2 separate regions of the Hordeum vulgare genome follow, and region 2 is linked to region 1. The links are chromatin contacts, called in public Hi-C maps. All regions are on one chromosome and are shown on one strand. The core of a region is the stretch at or near the end of the contact, and the rest is flanking DNA. Distances in the headings are between cores, read along the strand shown. Region 1 holds the start of LOC123450047 (protein IN CHLOROPLAST ATPASE BIOGENESIS, chloroplastic-like). Region 2 holds the start of LOC123447593 (peroxidase 2-like).

The links. A called contact is a pair of places that touch in the nucleus more often than the background predicts.
Region 2: a contact with region 1 is called in a Hi-C map of leaf, with 3 times the contacts expected there. The contact joins the promoter of LOC123447593 here to the promoter of LOC123450047 in region 1. A contact is called at or near these places in 2 of 6 Hi-C or Micro-C datasets (leaf and seedling).

Annotation. Positions count from the first base shown.
Region 1 is chr4H:607,492,711-607,498,861 of MorexV3_pseudomolecules_assembly, forward strand. LOC123450047 (protein IN CHLOROPLAST ATPASE BIOGENESIS, chloroplastic-like) reads left to right here and starts at 3,737. Exons shown (of 11, transcript XM_045127445.1): 1 at 3,737-3,978; 2 at 4,263-4,346; 3 at 4,661-4,735; 4 at 4,832-4,874; 5 at 4,976-5,033; 6 at 5,129-5,314; 7 at 5,386-5,448; 8 at 5,531-5,622; 9 at 6,140-6,151. The coding sequence starts at 3,843. It overlaps LOC123450045 (protein WEAK CHLOROPLAST MOVEMENT UNDER BLUE LIGHT 1-like), which reads right to left and starts at 3,497. Exons shown (of 2, transcript XM_045127443.1): 1 at 2,946-3,497; 2 at 820-2,844. The coding sequence starts at 3,248. The coding sequence ends at 1,018. TRNAT-UGU (a tRNA gene) reads right to left here and starts at 634; the gene lies at 563-634.
Region 2 is chr4H:607,716,178-607,722,328 of MorexV3_pseudomolecules_assembly, forward strand. LOC123447593 (peroxidase 2-like) reads left to right here and starts at 3,198. Exons shown (of 3, transcript XM_045124203.1): 1 at 3,198-3,451; 2 at 3,562-3,738; 3 at 3,861-4,658. The coding sequence starts at 3,251. The coding sequence ends at 4,424.

The DNA of each region.
Region 1 (6,151 bases), core at 2,487-4,986:
GTAGATTCATTCATTTTGTTCCATATGTGGACTCCTAGTGAAATCTCTTAAAAGACATATATTTAGGAACGGAGGGAGTAGGAAGAGAGCTCACTTTTAGTTCACAACGTTAATCATGTCACTACAAACCATTGTCAAGAGAATAGGGTCATTGATATCTTAACTAGTCAACTCGTGAAGTCACATAACATTGTGTTGGAACATGGATCCACCGGACTTTTTAATTAGTTCATGTATTGGCCGATGATGTATCATTATTTTCACTGTTAAATTAATATGATCCGCCATGACGGGATACCGTTTGTTAACGGCACTGCGACAGTTCGTGTCCTCCTAAACAGGTTATTTCTTGCAGGACAAGTGATATCGTAGTAGGATCATGGTTGAGTCGGATTGCATGAAGGTAGTCGAAGTAATGTGACAAGGCAACAAATCCATTAAACCGTCAACGGTGATATACAAAGAGTGCTCTTTTTTAGTCCACGTGATGGCATTATTACGTCCAAAAAGTTAAAAATATGACGTGGCCACACAAGCCGTTGGATTGTAAGAACAAAAGAAATGCCCTCACGCAGGATCGAACTACGGACCTTCAGTTTACAAGACTGACGCTCTACCACTGAGCTATAAGGGCCTGGACGACATTTCTTTAAAATACCACTATATTTAGTTGGTACTAACTCAAACACAAAGCCAACAAACAGCTGCACGTCTGGTGACAGGCCTAAAACATATATATACTACGTATTCCATGTGTACAAAGAAACATCAATCCAAATTTGCATCACAGAATTCAACCTTCATTTGCAATCAACCGTCAAAGCACTGAGCCAAAATATCTCATGATCATCTTTGTTAGACCAAAAACCATTTACAAAAATCACTTGTATATGATGATCATCTCATGATCTACCTCTTTGATCAATACACATTACACATGTCTCATGTATCAGTAACATCATCACAGCCAGCAACGAAGCTGATCCGACGCCGAGCAAGAAGATGATCGATGAAGAATCACTTGCCATTCCATGTCTGAGCTCTCTTCTTGGCCAAGAACATGACCATGCGCGGGAAGAAGGGCTTCCTCTGCCGCGCGTCGGCCTCCTCCGCCGCCGACATGGCCGCCATGTCAGCCCTCGGCATGTACCCGACCCTCGGGCTCAGGATGTGCGGGTTCCCACGCGCGTCGCCGCCGCCCTCGAACGCCGAGATCTCCGCCAGCCCCGTGCGCGGCGACGCCTTCTCGCCGCCGCTGCCCGCGCGCCGGTGCTGCTCGGCCTGCAGCTGCCGGAGCTCGCGCTCCGCCGCCAGCTTCCCGGACTCGGCCTGCTCGGCCTCCTCCGTTGCCGCCCGCAGCGCCTGCCTCCTCTGCTCCGTCTCCCTCTCCAGCTGCGCCAGCCTCTCCTGGCACCGCGTCTCCGCGTCCTTGGCCTCCTTGATGTGCATCACCGCCTCGTCCACCCGCTCGCCGGCCGCCTCCTCCGTCTCCCTCGCCCTCCGGCTCAGCTCCTCGTACTCCTCCGTGGTCAATGCCACGCAGTCTTCGGGGACGGCGCCGCCTTGGCTCTGCGCGCTCCTGGTTGTGTCCTGTTGCTGCAGCAGCGCGTCCGCCGAGGCCGCGGCGGTCTCAGCCGACGCCTTCGCCGCGAGCATCTCCCGCATCACGGCCTCCAGCCGCGCCTCCGTCGCCTGGACCGCGGCCCTGGCCACGCGGGCGTCTTCCCTGGCCGCGGCGACTTCCTCCTGCGTCGCCCGTGCGCTCGCCTTGGCTTGCTCCGCCTCTCGCCGTGCCTCGTCTAGTTGTTCGGGCGTCGTCTTCTTCTTCTCCTCGCCGCTGTCCCTTGCTCTTGCCTGCGCCGCGGCGAGCTCGGTGGTCACCCGGCGTAGCTCCTCCTCCAGCGACGAGATGGACGCCGACGACGACGTGCTCTGCTTCCGCCGTAGCGAGTCGAGCTCCGCCTTCTCCCTCTCCAGGTCCGCGCGCAGCGACGCGGCGGCGACGTGCAGGATCTTGGCCTCGTCCTTGGCCTTCTCCACGTTTCCCTTCACCTCCTCGAGCTCTTTCTTCGCGCTGTCCAGCATCACCGGCGTGCTTCTCGCCGTCGGGGTCTGTTTATCCTCCTCCTCGCTGGCCCCTTCGACCGCGCGTGCGAACAGCTCGGCTCTGAGGTTCGCGAGATGCTCGGAAGCCGCGGACACCTTGGACTGGAGGTCGCCGGCCGCGACCAGCTCATCCCTCAACCTCCGCACCTCCATCTCACCCTGCTCCAGCTCGTTCTGCAACCGCAGCTTCTCCTCTCGCCACGCCAGCGCCAGCCTCATCCTCCTCTCCTCCGCCGTGTCGTGGGTGGCACGGGCTGACTCCAGCTCGGCCATGAGCACGTCGAGCTCTGCGGTGGCCTCCCGCAGGGCCTCGCCGACCTGCACCGCCTCGCCAGCAGTGACCCGCACACGCGCCGCCGCGGCGCTGGCCTCCTCCGCGACGGCGTCCCGCTCCTTCTTGAGCGTGCCCAGCTCGGCCCTGGTGGCGCGCAGGTCGGCTAGCGCGGCAGCGTGGCGGTCCCGGAGGGATTCGAGCTCGGCCTTGGCCGCCGCCCGCTCCCGGGCGCCCTTCTCCAGCTTGCGCAGGCGGAGCTTGGCGAGCTCCGAGTCCTTGCGCGCCTGCGCCTCGGCGATCTGCGCGCGCTTGACGGTGAGCCAGAGGTCGTCGATCTCGCCGGTGGCGCCCATGAGGTCCTGCTGCGCCTCCGCCCTGCCGGCGTCCGCCTCCCGCGTCCGGCGCTGGTACTCCGCGGCCTCCGCCTGCACCCCGCCGAGCTCCTCCTCGACCTGCTGCCGCCGCTGCATTAACAAACGAACGAACCAGAGCAAACCGTCAGACAGACAGACAGGCAGTAGTATAGAGACAGAGACACGAATGACGGACAGACGGACGGACGGACCTCTCTCCAGTCGAGGATGCCGCCGAACTTGCTGACGGCGCCGCGGACGGAGTCGATGGGCGCGGCGGTGTCGACGCGGTGCGCCTTGCCGTCGATGACCCGGACGAAGCGGTCGGCGATATCCGACGCCATGTACGTCCCCGGGCCGTGCTCTCCGTCGTCGTCGTCGTCATCGTCGTCGTCGTCCTGGTGGTGGGTGTCGAAGAAGTCGGCGTCCTCGGAGCTGGCGTGGGACATGGACGCCGGCGCGGGGGCCGGGCGGCTGCTGCTGGTGGCGGGGCCTTCCATGCTAGCCTCCTCCATCCCGCAGCATAGGTGTAGGACGTCGAGGAAGCACCTCCTGACCGCGCCCACGCTCCCAGGTTCCTGCAAGCAATGCCGGTGGGAATCGAAGCGGAGACGGCGGGCCAGCAATCCATCTTAGAGGAAAAAAACTGGAAGCCACGTTAATGAGTCACCTGGATTGCTGCCTTGATCGTTCCTATTGAGCTGTCGAGCACGTGGACGGGGGAGGGGTAGGCTCCGCCGCTCCGGTCTGGTCGTTGCGGGTGGGAGGGGGAGGGGGAGGGGGGGGTGGGTGGGAGGAAGGAGGAGAGTGTGGCCGGGAGGCGATGGCGCGCGCGAGCCGCGGAGCCTCTCCTGGAGGCTGGCGCTGCACGCGCGGATTGGTTTTTTTTTCTTCTTCTTTTTGTTTTGGAAAATCTGGAAATCCTGGGCCGGAATTCGCCAGCCATTGGATGGATATCTCCGCTGGCTCATGGGCCGTGGTCCCCGTCTCGTTGGATCGGGACAGCTTTGTTTGTTTGGCCCAATCGAAGCCTCGTGTCGCCGCGGAGTCCATCCACAGCCCCCTCAGCAGCCATCCCCGCCCGCACACCCACCACCGCCGGCGGCGAGATGAGGCCCGCGGCGGCAGCGGCCGCGTCCGTGCTGCAAGCGCCACGGCGAGCGCTCGGAGGGGCGTCGTTCGTCGCCGCGCGCTGTGGCTCCTCCTCCTCCTCTTCGGTCGCCGCCGCCGCCGCCACCGCGTACGGTGAGGACTCTCTAGACTTAGTTCGTGACCCAGATGGCGCTGACAAAGACCAAGCGTAGATGATTATTAATTGATGGGTTATTGGATTTGGGGAGCCGGCTGAATCCACGGTGCTGTAAACTTTTAGGCTGTTTGAGCAGAATCCACTGAAGCAGTAGCTTAATGCACCACATTCGTTCCTATATAGTATGCTGCTACGCCGTGTGCATTATCCACTTAGTCGTTCTGCACTTTTCCTTTTGCTACCACAAGGTTTCTGATGGCTCTCCTGCTGGAACTTGCAGATCATGTGTCGTTCGTCAAGGAAATCGCTGTCACCGATCCCCCGGAGCATCTTAACTCTTTGTTGAATGTGCTTCAGGCACGAGGTACTACATCACATTATCTCAGTAACATTTTTCATTTCCATGGATTCTTCATTCATGGCAACAAACCCTTTGTCATGCTATTCGAAATCATCTGTTATGGGCGTAAGGCTTACTGATTCAGTTTCAGCAGCGACAACAACTGCCTTCTCATTTTCTTTGTTAATCTAGTTGTATAACTTTCGATTTCAGTCCTGCATAAGGTGGTTCCTAATCAGAAACTTAGAATACCACCGGGTAGAGAAAGTATACTGCTAATATTATAGCTCCTGGGCTCTCTCGACCTTGTTGTTCAAAATACATTTGGAACTTGGCAGGTGAAAAGATAGTTTCTCCTGGAGCTAAGAGAGGGCTCATTCCACTTGTTGTTCCCCTGTCAGAAAGCCCGCAAGGTTTGGATGTGTTCTACACTGAATTATTCACCTGAAAGTGATTACGAACATCATGATTGTAAGCTCAAAGGCCTGACGATATTAGTCAGAATGCAGGTAACTTGACATCCCTACTGAGATGGCCAACTGCTCCAAGTGGGTTAGTTGCCCCTGCATATACTGTTATATATTTTTATTGTTTTCACATTTGGGACTAGTATTTAAATAGTAGGCATATGTATACATCTGCTTGTCCTTCAGGATGGAGATGCCTGTAGTGGAAGTGCGTAACCATGGGCTATGGCTTTTGGCTAAAAACGTAAGTCTATATTGCTATGTGTTTATAATGTTTTAATTTACAACATGTGCACATGCAATCCATTTTTGTTTACAATTTCTACTCGTATTTATCAGGTCAACCAATATATTCATAGAATACTTGTCGAGGCTGATAGCAGGGCTGATAGTGGTGATGATTTATGGTCTGCTGTTCGAGAAGATTTATGGTCTGCTGTAGGGGAAGCTGGTGCAAACATTTACAAAAGAGGTGATTTCAAAGAATCGCAGATGGCAGATCTTGATGTCTATTTGTTGAAGAAGGTTGAGAAATACACCTCAGTTTGTAACTACTGAGTTTGAGGACAAGTGTCTTTACTGATATCTTGCTGTAGGTTGGACTCTTTCCGGATATTCTAGAAAGGAAAGCATCACGCCACCTAGAAAAAGGAGATCATGTAAAACTCTTTCCTTCTCCCGATATATATTAGTAATGTTTATCCAACGAGATTTAAATTGTACATTGTGTTTGCCCTTCAGGTTTCCGCTCTTATTACTGGAGAATTCTATACTAGAGATCAATTTCCTGGATTTGGAAGACCCTTTGTGTTCAACTCAGAAGTTCAGAAAAGGTACTGATGTGTAATTAGCTGTATAGGTGGGTGACTGATGTTCTATCAATAGACACTCACTGTGTAGTTACACTTTGCATGAGCATAGTGTGCGCTGGTGAATGGTGATCCCTAGCAAACTATGAGTCGAGCAATTCTTTGACATCTTGCTGCTTGGCTGCATCTTCAGTTGTGCTGTATTGGACCGGCTAGAATTCATTTGTAGCAAAATATCTATTGATATAAGATTGCTAATACTTTCAACTGAGTTTTGAATTGAGAATTATCTAGTTCTTGTGTAAAATTCCTAAAAGAACAGTGATCTAAGTAGTTCTCCAAGTGTTGTGGACTAGCAGCACGACACTAACGTTGCGAATAAATAACACAGTAATAACGTGCTAATGTTCGTCAACTGAGCTGGCATACGTGCTGTAAATCGGATAACATTCCATCTATATAATTGTCTGAATAAAATCTGTGGTGTACATGTGAATCGTCGGGGTTCCTAATTTTGCTTCTTGTGTGGTTTTGTTTTCAGAGTTGGACGTAC
Region 2 (6,151 bases), core at 1,948-4,447, 220 kb after region 1:
TCATCCATCTTATGATGGAGTTCAAAAGGGATCACGAACATCTTCGCATGAAAACCAAAAACGATGATCATATTCCAAAATGGGAAGAATCCTTAGGAGAAGAACCGGATTATAAATTCAGATATGACTTCTTTCGCATCCAGAGGGACATTGCAACGATCATCGTGAAAGATGTCGTTGAAGAGAAGGGGTTGTTCCACCACGGCCCTATATTGCAAGCTGACGCACGAACTTGCATAGGCATACAACGTCAGGACCTAAGGTCGTTGAAGAAGCTAGGGTGCACATCCTCGATGATCTGGATGGATGGAACCTCCAGTAATGATTGACGATGCCGATGATGATGATGTGTTGGTTGAACTCATACTTTATGTAGAGATGAAACTCTTTGTGATGTCAATGGTCCCTGCCGAACTTGCGTAGTGCTATATAGTTTGTTAGTTTGGGTACATGATGACCTGCATACCTCTAGTTAATTAGTTTGGGTACGATCATTAATTATGTTTACTATATGTTGCATCTATTTGCTAACATTCCTTCTTTTTGCCTTGCTCAATTATATTATGTTGCATATTTTTTATTGATTTCCTTGATGAAGATGCAACTGGTACATAGATCCTTGATGGCGAAGAAGCGTATGTCGTGTACATAGGGAAGGTTTCAGGAGTGTACGATGAAGGGTCCGAGTGTCAGGCTCAAGTGGATGGGTTCTCGGGCACCAGCCATAAACGGTTCGATAGCAGACAAGAAGCAAAAGATAGTTATTTGAGGTGGACGCTAGCGCGAGAGAGGAACCAGAACCGTCGCCTCATGTATTGCATAGTTCCGCTCTCACTCATAGTGATAGCTCTTCCCTTTTACATCATTGTTTACATGGATGACGATGTAGTTGCAAGTATTCGAGACATGTCAAAACTTGTATCGCTATTTTGAGATGATGATGGGAGGCATCATTTGTGTTGGATGATTATGATGATGACATGATTTTATGAGACTATTTGTATGTGTATGATTAGATTAGATTTGTATGTGTATGATTAAATTTTATGAGACTATTGTATACAAGCTGTTCAAATACAATAAAGAAACGAACAACATAAAAACTAATCAGAAAATAATAACGATAGCACGGGTCAGGCTTTAGCAGGAGCGAGCTTTTATCAGTAGCGCTCATCAAGTGGCCGCCCTGCAGCTATTATCAATAGCACGATTTCATTATCCACGCTACTTCTATCTACATATACCAGTAGCGCGGGGCAACCCACACTACTGCTAAAAGTTAGCTGTTGCGAGCTAGCAGTAGCACGACACCCCTGCTACTACTAGGGTTTCTCATAGTAGTGAGTAGGAAACCTCCAATAGGGAGAGCAAGACCCTCGAAGTTCATCTTGACCTCTACAACGCCGTCATGGAGCAAGATGGCTTTAGCGATGAGGCTCTCATGGCAACTTTGAGCCACCTGTTGGACAACAAGGCCCAGGGTGTTGGGTTTGTTGCCATGGCACACTCTCATTGGATGTTCTGGCAAAGGAGCTGGTTGGCCAAGCACTACTACTAGCGCTTGCTGCTGGTTACCGCATGCATGATCCTGGGTGGCGATGGCGACATCGATGATGATGACGACGCATATTTTATGTAGCTAGGGCTTGAAAACTGTTTGATGGTCTGTATATTTTTTTGAGGTGGTATATACTAACCCCTCATGATGATCGTGAACTTGCGGTGGTAGGATGACATCCTCTTTTGGATGTGATGGTAGGATGACACCCGAGTAGTGCTAGGTTTGAACTTGCTATATGCCATTTGATCATGCATGCTTACTACTTCTGCTACATTGCTTGCTCCTTGATTGTTCGTTTGCTTGTTGCTTCAGCTGCTGCTCTTGTGCACCGCTAGGACAAATGGTATGTGGTATTCGTCAAAAGGTATCTGGGGTTTAATTTGCAGTTTACGGGAAGATTGCAGTGTGCAAGTTGCTTTTGTCAGCAACGACGGCCATAGAGGGTTTAAGACTAGTCGGACGTCGGAAGAAGTTTACGCCAACCATATGTGAAAGCACATTGTTGGTATCGTTGAAGTTGGTCGCCACGCCTTGCGGTGAAGAAGTTCTTTTTTCTCATCTAGGCCTTGTTGAGCGAGACTCCACGAACCAGACTCGCGCGGAAAGACAACCAAACACGTCCTAAATATATTTCCATCCACAGTTACTTGTAGAATCATCTCTTGTAGCTAATTAGCTATTTCATTCGGACGTCGGGTAACCATGTCATATCGTAGAGATCATAGGATACATCTAATGCAGAATGACACTTATGTAATCGGGGTCTAAGACGTTGAAACGATCGTGGATATTCGATTACAGGTCTGATGTGCCCGTACGCTATATGTGTGGTATATGCACCCGTGCACGCACGACCCATTGTACATTATGCAGCACTTGGTCAAATAATATAGACAAGTTCTTTTCTTCTGAAAAAATAATATAGAGAAATTGACTATTTCTTTAAACACAGTACAAACATTGATGTTCATATATATGTATAAACACTAACCCCTAGGAATATACGCACACCCATCTTACTTCTACGAGCACCTTTGAAAGACTGAACCCACACATTATATTGAGATTGATGAAGTCGCCATAAACGTCTTTGTAATCGATGGAAACGACTCTCCTCCCACTGAATGTTGCTGAAAGTCTTGAAATAAATTTAGAAAAATGCGAGCACCATTGTCAAGTCTGAGACTTAAATCATAATGACTGAGGATATCATTGTCCTTCTAACTATGCAACTAGAGTTTGGTTGGCATATAAAGAAGTTGACTTGGAAGAAAGCTATTTCTTAAAATAATATGGAATATTTTTTCCCTTGAAAAAAAAACGAATATGTAGTTTTTGAATTTCATTGACTTGAATGAAGTCTATGCATGATACATCGATCCACGCACGTAAGTGTACGACTTAGCAAAACATGTCTACTTGCTAGTGATATAATACCGACGTTAACTCCCTGCAAAATCATTCTTCAACAGCTGCTGGTTAACTACTCTAATTAATTCGACTCTATGCATAATAGTACATCCGTGCACGATGTAGATCAAACAGCTAGCAGTAGATGGACGACCACAAAAATCCTAGAAATGGCTATATATATATATCTGCATGGAATGCAGGCCATTACATCAGCATCCACCACAAAAGCTAGCTAGCTCTCCTATAGCGACCAGCAGGCAGGTAGAGGTAGTTGTCATGGCATCTTCATCTCTATCAGTGGTGCTGCTCCTGTGCCTGGCCGCGGCGGCGTCGGCGCAGATATCCCCGACGTTCTACGACGCGTCGTGCCCGGTGGCGCTGGCCACCATCAAGAGCGGCGTGGCGGCCGCCGTGAGCAGTGACCCCCGCATGGCCGCGTCGCTGCTCCGGCTGCACTTCCACGACTGCTTCGTCCAAGCAAGTTCTTCACACTTGCCATTGTTTAGATCCGTTTCATTTGCTCAACACCATTGGTTAACCGTGCGTGCGTGCGTGCATGTTGCTTGGCTACATATGTAAACGTGCAGGGCTGTGACGCGTCCGTTCTGCTGGCTGGCAACGAGCGGAACGCATTCGGGAACGTGGGATCGCTGCGGGGCTTCGACGTCATCGAAAAAATCAAGTCGGATGTGGAGCGCGCGTGCAAGCGCGTCGTCTCCTGCGCCGACATCCTCGCCGTCGCCGCCCGCGATTCCGTCGTCGCGGTAAGAGTTTAGACGATCATCTTCGATTCCATCACCTCAGCTTATTGATTTGCTCGCATGCATGCATCACCTCAATCCATTATTTGGTTTTACATTCCCGCCGGTGTGCATGCACTATGCAGGTGGGAGGGCCGTCGTGGACGGTGTCGCTGGGGAGGAGGGACTCTGACACGGCTAGCGAGACACTGGCCAACCGCGACCTGCCTCCGCCATCGCTCGGCGTCGCCGACCTCAACACCCGCTTCGCCGCCAAGGGGCTCAACCTCACCGACATGGTCGCCCTCTCCGGCGCGCACACCATCGGCCGGGCGCAGTGCCGGAACTTCAGGAGCAGGCTCTACAACGAGGCCAACATCGACCCGGACTTCGCGACGGCGCGCATGGCCACCTGCCCTCAGCCCCTCGGCTCCGGCGACGGCAACCTGGCCCCGCTGGACGCCACCACCCCGGACACCTTCAACAACGATTACTTCGTCAACCTCAAGCTCAATAAGGGGCTCCTGCACTCCGACCAGGTGTTGTACGCCGTTGCCGGCGGTGCCACCGAAGAAATCATCGACGGCTTCGCATCTAACCCGGACGCGTTCAGCAATGCCTTCGCCGCGGCCATGGTGAAGATGGGGAACATCAGCCCCTTGATTTTCCCACAGGGTCTCATCAGGCGCACCTGCTCCAAGACGACCTAAGAACATATAGCCTCCACGCCATGCATCAACCTGCAGCTTTGAGATTTGAATTAACCACATTTTTTCTCCACAAAATGAGCCATCTAATATGTGTCTTCAGCGCCTTGTACTGCCACGTACTCCATTATTTGTTGCCTTCTCTGTATCCATTTTCACCTTTTGGGGATCTCAACATTCTTCTATTAATTTGTTTCTCGTCTGTTCTACAATCACTAAAGGTTCGCTTCAGTTTCACATTTTTCACATGTTTCATATCGGTTTCAACAAAGTTGTACACACTCTTTGTGATTTTTTGAAGGAACGGGTTCGTTCTTTCATTTGATTAGATCGGAATTAAGAGTTTAATCAAAATTCTATATAACCATATAAACCGAAGCAAACCGCTATCAGTGTACAAGCAAAGGAAACTAGGAAAATTAAGTGAGAGCGAGCTGGAGCATGCAGTTGCCGGGAATCCTGCTTCAGGTGGTCGGAATCGAAGTCACCTATTAGAGGGCAAAAAACCTGCTGGCACCACTACTACAATTCAGAAGAAGCGCAGCATAACCGCAACCACACAACGACATGAAACTACAGATCAAGGGCTTCAGATCAACTCCAGAAGTTTGGTACAGCCGGCCACCAAAAGCATCAGGTCTCTACATGACATCGCTTCCGAAAGAAGTCCTCGGGTATCGATAAGCCGCCCGTCACCCTTCCAGGCACCTGTCAGTTTCCGCACGCAGCGGCGCCATTTCGTGAGCAAGCGTAGAAGCTTCATCCATCACAACGCGAATGCCTTGCTTGACAGCAGCGCCCATCTCTTGCTTCATAAGCCCTGTCCAATATGAAAAAAAAGAACAAGCGGTAAAAATAACCTCAAGCGGAGTTCACATCACATATGATGCTTGAAATAACCTCAATCTCTGTAAACATGTGTTATGATTATTAGGAGAACCTGTATGATGTAAATATGTTCTTATAAATAGAAATTATGGCTGTCAGATAAATATGTATTTATATACTTTCTTAAAGTAACTTAACTAGTGATTTAAAACATAGAAAATGCATGTTCTAGTTAAAAGCCCTGATTCAAAATGATAAGTGTTATATTGATTGTAGTGGGCTGTGCTTGGGCTGGCCTGGCCCGAAGGTAGCATGATGGGCCATTGGGTCATGGTTGGGCCTCCCCTTGGCATGGCAGCATAACATGGCAAGTAAATTGGGCTTGGCTGGCCCACTTTCCGGTGGTCGAAAATACGATGGGTACGGTGCGGGCTGACACGACATTCCTCAAGTCCTAGATTTAATACCGCTACAATACATCACACTGACCAACCAGACGCCGACACATGCCGTCGGCTCCGTTGCGTGTGCCTTTACTACTGTGTTGGCCTAAGTTATATCATATGTTTTCCCTCACATTATATAAGAGGCTTGGAAAGCAGTGGAGCTTCACCTCCTTGTCTTTGTACACGCGGACGTACCTAATCATCTAGGAAACATGCTAGACATACAGACTTTTACAGGATAACTACAGGTTCCTTTCAAACTTTCTAAACATGCCCCCTCCAGATTTCAAGGGGGGTGGGCCCATGCCTCTATTAATGATCAATTAGAAACCGCCATCACATCCTATAATTTCCTCATCCCGTAACCTTCCTGTACATGTAGCATAGCTCAATCATCTAGTCCTCGAGCCTCTTCTTCATGATGGACTCTCTCAATGGTGTCCTTCTCCAGGCCTC